Linked DNA regions of Zea mays: region 2 is linked to region 1. The links are chromatin contacts, called in public Hi-C maps. All regions are on one chromosome and are shown on one strand. Each heading gives the region's core, a stretch centred on a gene start, on an enhancer-like site or on the middle of the called end of the contact. The rest is flanking DNA. Distances are from core to core; before and after follow the strand shown.

Evidence for each region. A called contact is a pair of places that touch in the nucleus more often than the background predicts.
Region 2: a Hi-C map of bundle sheath shows a contact between it and region 1, with 4 times the contacts expected there. The contact joins two enhancer-like sites. A contact is called at or near these places in 2 of 25 Hi-C or Micro-C datasets (bundle sheath and endosperm).

The regions. Positions count from the first base shown.
Region 1 is chr4:99,675,893-99,679,210 of Zm-B73-REFERENCE-NAM-5.0, reverse strand. No RefSeq gene overlaps it. Among protein-coding and RNA genes, the nearest start is that of LOC100282648, 180 kb to the left of the region's middle. Within about 2 kb of position 1,645, at least 18 of the 20 cell types and tissues checked have an H3K27ac peak or open chromatin away from gene starts, as enhancers often do. A contact at or near this core is called in bundle sheath and endosperm, where this site is marked.
Region 2 is chr4:99,909,554-99,912,871 of Zm-B73-REFERENCE-NAM-5.0, reverse strand. No RefSeq gene overlaps it. Among protein-coding and RNA genes, the nearest start is that of LOC100282648, 53 kb to the right of the region's middle. Within about 2 kb of position 1,496, at least 18 of the 20 cell types and tissues checked have an H3K27ac peak or open chromatin away from gene starts, as enhancers often do. A contact at or near this core is called in bundle sheath and endosperm, where this site is marked.

The DNA.
Region 1 (3,318 bases), core at 396-2,895:
AATAAGAAAATAACCTTTCTCTTTTTTGTATTATTTTTTTACAAATTGGGTATCACAAGTTGATGTCCTCATCACTTCTATTCGTAGCAATACATACAAATAGACAGAGAGTACATAAAAATAACATTACACCAAATATGAGAACAAACAACGTAAGAAAATTCTACACCTTGCTACTAGATCGTAGGTTCAAGAACGACTAAAATCAGAGTTATGATTTAGAAAATATAGTTTTTCTAAAGTTTTAGGTGATTAAATGGTAATAATATCTTCTATGTAATAAATCATGTGAGTTTAAACATGTTACAAAGAAATAACTATTTCAACCTTAATCTAAATCATAACTTGATTTAATATCATACTTTATTTAGTTTATAATTATGGATAGATTACCTTTGATTAGAAAGGTTAATTTACTATACAAGTAAATAATTATCTAATTATAAAGTTATGTGATATAACAAAATAATGTATGCTATTGTGTAGATGATTTTATTACGAACCTATCGCAATTGGAACGGATTAAATCAGAGTTAAAATAGAGAAGATACGAACTTCCTAAGATTTTATACTTATTTTTACACTTCCTATTTTCCAAATTTATTTTGGGTATTTTAAGATTCCCCGGACTACGGCCATTATTTTGTATAAGCTTGGGGTGAAAATCGTAAAATTTGGGACCTATATGTAATGGATTTCCTACTGGAGTGGATGGCGGGTTGAATCATAGAAACCACAGGGTCTATTTAGCAACAGAAGCACGACGAAGGGGTACGCAGATTCGCAGTTGTCCGATCTAACTCTAATGGTCTAGATTAGATCGAGACATATCTGAACCGGTGAACAACACTGGTCATTTGATTTCGGATCTACGATCAAAAGACCATCCACGCCACGAGCTAAACCTGATTCGATTCTTTGCCGATCTGTGGCTCAGATTTAAAAACGCGAAAGGGTACACATGTGTCCTAATCCACGCCGTCCAAACCTAGATGAACGGCCATCATCTTTCTTCCTCCTCTGAACCCAACACGGCGGCGCCGCCCAGCGATTACGATAGTTCCCCACTGGAGACGCGCTACTCGAGGCTCTGGGACTCAAAACCCCACGTCAATCGGTGCTATACGGGGCGGAAACTACTACAAATCTATGGGATAAGACCTCACCTGGCTTTGCGGTGCAGACTCCACTACCCACGATGGACAATGGCTCCGCGGCCCTCATGAACTTCGGTGAGAAATTCGTTGACCCAGGGCGCCCAGCCCACACCCCAGTGGTGCTATTACTTGAGGCGAACACAGGAGACCACATTTGATTGCTTCCCGAGGGCTAAGCGACACCACAAGTCAACATCACTGGCCACGGTTCAACTTTATCACGGTAATGGTGGTCTGGCTCTCGAACCCTATTTTCATGGTGGTGGCGATATTCGACGGGATCCCACGGTAACTTGTTGGATGGACAACGGGTATAGGTGCACGGTATTTATACCTAAGCAAGGAAGATTACATGGCTCGGGGATCCCGGTTGCGACTGGTTCAGCGAAGTCCATTGGAGTTTGTTACAACACCCAGCTTGGGGAGGACGACAGCTGGCATCCTGGTCCCACGGGTCGGTGACGAGACGAGCTAGTGCGAGGGGGTGACGTTCGGGCCAGAGTGACAGCGGCCCAATGCCCCGCGCGTGCAATAGGGTGAGCGGGCTCCCAACGGGCCCCGCATGCCGGCACCAAGGGCGAGGCGCAGACGCAAGCTGGCCTGAACCGAGCGATCAGGCCGAATAGGCCAGTTTCTAGTATCTCTTTTTTTGTTTTCTGTTTTCATTGTTCTATGTAGATTCTAGGTTAAATTTCAATTTCAAATATAAGTTAATCTCTCAAAATACACCAAAAAATAACTCCAGTATGGATGCATTACTATATATTTTATATACATATTTATTTATTATCCTATTTTTGCAAATGCTTCTAGCTATGTAGTTCGCACAAAGATAGTTTATTTTAGAGAAATAATTTTCTATTGTATAGTTTCTATTAAGGTATGATTTAACTTAAATTTCTTTAAGGAGTACCTATCAATGTATAGGTCACAAAGAGATAACTTCATTCACTTAGTGATCTTTTCATTTGTTCTTTTATTAGAAAAGATATTAATTTTGAGAGAAGTGACTTGAAAGTGAGAAAATCCTTATTAAGAGGTATTTTAGTTCAAATCCTTTCAGAGAGTTGTACTAGATTACAACTATAGGGTTTTGAGGTGTTACAATATAGTAACTGTCGAGTCTAGAACATAGAATTTGTTTTTAATTATACATAAAAGGAAATATAAGCTGAATATACAATAGTATTAGAGTTTCAACATCACATGTGGATAAGAAACTGCAACAAACAAGATCAAAAGTTCAAAGCTAAATTATAGATTTGTTACGGTACCTATAGTAGTGCAAGAAGAGCTAAACTAAAGGCATGTTCGTTTTAAATACAATTCAGATGGATTGGAGGGAATTGAGAAAGATTTGATCTCTTAAAAGTTAATATCCTTCTTAATACCTAATGATCCACTCCAGTCCACTTATATTAGAATCAAACGATATGGATTAAAACCCGTAGAGTTGTGGTGCAAATGGTGAAAGCACACATAGACGCTAACAAACAGAGCCTGGATGATTTAGTAGGCTAAGTAGATGAGGTAAAGGGATACTAGAGTATTTTATGCTACGAGGTGTCTGATTGCTTTTCTAAAAACTATGTTTCTAAACTATGGTATTTTTTGAGTATTAGAAACTTCACTCCAATCCAAAGATTTAATGACATGCCTAGCTTTTGTCTAAATATCATGGTTTACAATGTTATATCTAAATAATGTTTCCTAAAACTATGATATTCATGGAGCTAGCAAAACTATAGCATCATCATGATAATTGCAAAGTATAGTATTATAAAACCATAGTTTCGAGAAACATTGTTGCCAAATAGATCTTGATTATGTATAATTTTGTTTATTTATAAGTTTCATAATTAGATTTAGTGGAGTGGAACGACGACGGATGGAGGGCCATGGTCATCAGACTCTAGGTCCACCGGTGCACGTCGAGGCATAAGGGTTTGTTTGGATGCGTCGTGATTGCAGGAGATTGAGGGGCGTATCCCCTTCAATCCTCATACATCTAAACAAGTCGGGGTGTTTGGATGCCTTCATTTTGAAGGAATTGAAGTTTACTCAATAAGGTAGGCTATTTAGTTTGGAATTTGACATTCCATTACTTTTCAAAGTTTAAATACAAGCCTATCTCAAATTTATAGAGCCTATCTCAAATTTA
Region 2 (3,318 bases), core at 247-2,746, 230 kb before region 1:
GATTTGGAATACACGTGTATGTGAACTATTGATTTTGGGTATGTATGCGATGAATTAGTGAATTGTTATTAGACAAAACATCGGTTTACGATTACGTTAGAATTTGGGATTTGAAAGAAGTATGACAAAATTTAGTATACCACGTGTTGGAAATAAAAACACTAGATAAGTAGTTTCATAGTTAATTTTGTTTACGATGAATTTTAGAATTAATCTAGAAGTTTATAATCATAGGTTCATTTTGACCCACTAAATAAATAATAGAAACTTTCTAAACACAGAATTAGTAAGTGGTATAGAATTCATAATAATACAAATATTATAGTCTAATCAGTGGTTTAATTTGTTATTAAATGCTTTGACCTCTGATTATTATAATGACCTTTTCTTTTAGAAAGAAAATATAAAAGTAAAAGGAAATCATTATTCATAATAGAAATAATTAATTGATAATTAATTTATTTCTGTAGAATTGGTTAAGTCATTACATCTAAGCTATGTTATGTAAAATACTTTTGTAGTCAAACATCCGTATAACTTTCCCTAGTGACAATCCAAAATAGAGTTATAAGGGATTAATAAAATGAGTACGAATTAGGTTTTATTCTAAGCACTATCTTAAGTATGGTTTATATGGTATATGCTTGTTCATGTAATGGTGAATGTTATTTATGTAACGGTGTATGTTTATTTATTTGGTGAATGTTTTCTTTTGTATGTACGATATGTGAATCTATATTAGAAGCTGACTATGCGGTAGAAGAACCGAATACGTTCGAAGACGACCCGCAGGACACGTTTGAGCAAGGAAAGTGGATTCTCCCTATGCATTTTTGTTTGTATCCAAGTAATACATATAATAATGTTTACTTTTTGAATATTTGCATAATTTGATGGGATGTAACACCAAAAAATCCTTTTTAGGAAAAATTATCATAAGATCTAAATAGATGTGTTTTCTAATTAAGGGATTAAATAAAATATCATCATAGGGATAAGTAATCTAAAGATTTAAAATAAAATATCTTCTAATCAAGAATTCACTCTTGAAAGCATTGTTTTTTCTCAAGATAAATAAATGATAATCATTGATTTTTTTACCTAGACAATACAAAATAGTTTTTTTAAATAGAAACTTTGTGTGTGTGCACCACATACTTATATCATTGAATCAAATAAATACATGTAATAAATATTGCATCTCATGTTGGAGTTGTTTGAGTATTTAGAAGTTGATATTCAAACTTTGGTTGAGTTTGAACTTTGGTTTGAAACTAAAATTTTGAAATAGAAGACAGAAAATAAAAAAGAAAAGATATAAACTCCTGTCGAGCCCGGCTTCTCCCCTGCTTGGCCCAAATGCGCACCCACACACCTCGCATGCACACAATCACCATGGCGCTGGCGGCTGGGCCGAATTACTATCCCACGCGGTCTGTGTGACATAAACCCAACCGCACTCACCTCGCTGACCGCTGGGGCCGCACCGCCAGGTCTGATGACCGCACACTCGCATGTGGAGCCTATGACACCGGCGCGTGGGCCCTGCCTTGTCAACACCCCCGTAGCAATCTCAACAAACCCCGCTGTCGCCAACTCACCAGCACTAATCCATTGACCTCGTGGGACCGCTGGTCGAGTCGATCTCATGCTCGCGCGCTCCCCTGCAAACAGCCCAACGACCTTCGTGCATGCCGCACCCGCGCGCGGCCTGCTGACCGTGTTTGGTTGACTGCTGCCCATGTACAGCTGCAGCCGCGGATCCGTAAAATGTTTGTCGTTTGGTACACTTGTCTACGGATGCAGGTTCATCAGATGCAAATATTGACTCTTGGCCAGGCCAGCGCCATACGCCTGTGACGCACGCACGTACGCGCGCGCTCAGGCTGGACTCATCCGGTCGCTGCATGCGGCACTTAAAATGAGAATGTTTATTGGTTTGTTTTTCTATTGTATCTTCTAGTTAGAAAAATTATTCAACAAGTCGATTTTATATTTATGTTCCTAAAAATTTTGTGAACAAAATTAGACCAGTCATACTATATAATATTCAGAGGTTTATTTATACACTCTTCTCTAATAGACGTCCTAGTGCAGACAACCAAACAAAATCTGTATCTAGTCTGTACTAGTCTGTACAAACAACCAAACAAAAATATCAGCATGAACTCATCACGGTTCTACCAATACTGGTTGGGCTCATGTCGGTCTGGTTCGAATTCTACGGCAACCAAACACATGGATACTGGGTGCGTTGCTGCCCCGTGAGAGAGAGGTAAACTCATGCCAAAGCCACTGCAGTGCTCGCCAGGGAGGTAATGCTTGTCGGGGCTGGTCGTTCTAATCAGACATTGCCGATGGCCATCATCTCGGCCACCATATTGATCTCTGGTAAATCACCTTCATGTGAGTCTTGTACCCGTGTAACCTACACCTAGCTCGGTGGTTGGTCACCTGATCGCAGTGGGCCCTGGTCACCTGTGTGCTCATCGCCGTGGGGTGGCTACCGACGTAGGGCGGCCATGAAGAGAGAGAGAGAGAAAGGGTAATAGGAGGGCGCAAGGAGGAAGATACGTAGGGGGCGTCGGATCTGGGGCATGTGATGTGGATTAGAGTGTACCGACGCGTGCTTGGCGTCGTTGATCCGGCAATGGGCGGTCAAGATTAGAAGTAGATAACTCTTCGGGCTCGTCAATTCTGGGTCGTCAATCGGGGATCGAAAGGCTGAAGCTAACTTGCGATGTGGGCGATCTTTGGTCCACGGATTTCGGATCTAACGACCATCGCTCCATGTCGAATCAATGAGGGTGGCGAGTTAAGTTGATCCGTGGGTTGCAGATTGTGTGGTTCTCTTGCGATGATACCCCTTCGCGTGGCAATATTTCAAAAGAGTCCTTATGAATATTTGAAAACAACCCGCACTCCAGTCATATGTATACGGGCTCACGGATTCTTGCAAGACAGACCCTGATCTTCTTATAAATGATGGTCGCCGTCCCTGACTATGGGATAAATAAATAGAATGAATTATATAAGCTAGAAAATCCTTGAAAATGAACGGATCGTATAAGAATAATCCTAGAATCATAGAAAATTCATATCTCCTAAGTTTAGCTCTGATTTGATCCATTCCAGTTGCATTAATCTCATATTAATATTCTTTATCATCTAGTAACTTTATTTTGTCATGAAATCTAGGATAAAATTATGCACTTAAGTTCTTGTGTACCCCACACTTAAATCTTCAGAAAATCATAACTTTTTAACCGTAACTCTGAATTTAGTGGTTCTCGGGCCTAAGATCTTGTTACGATACGT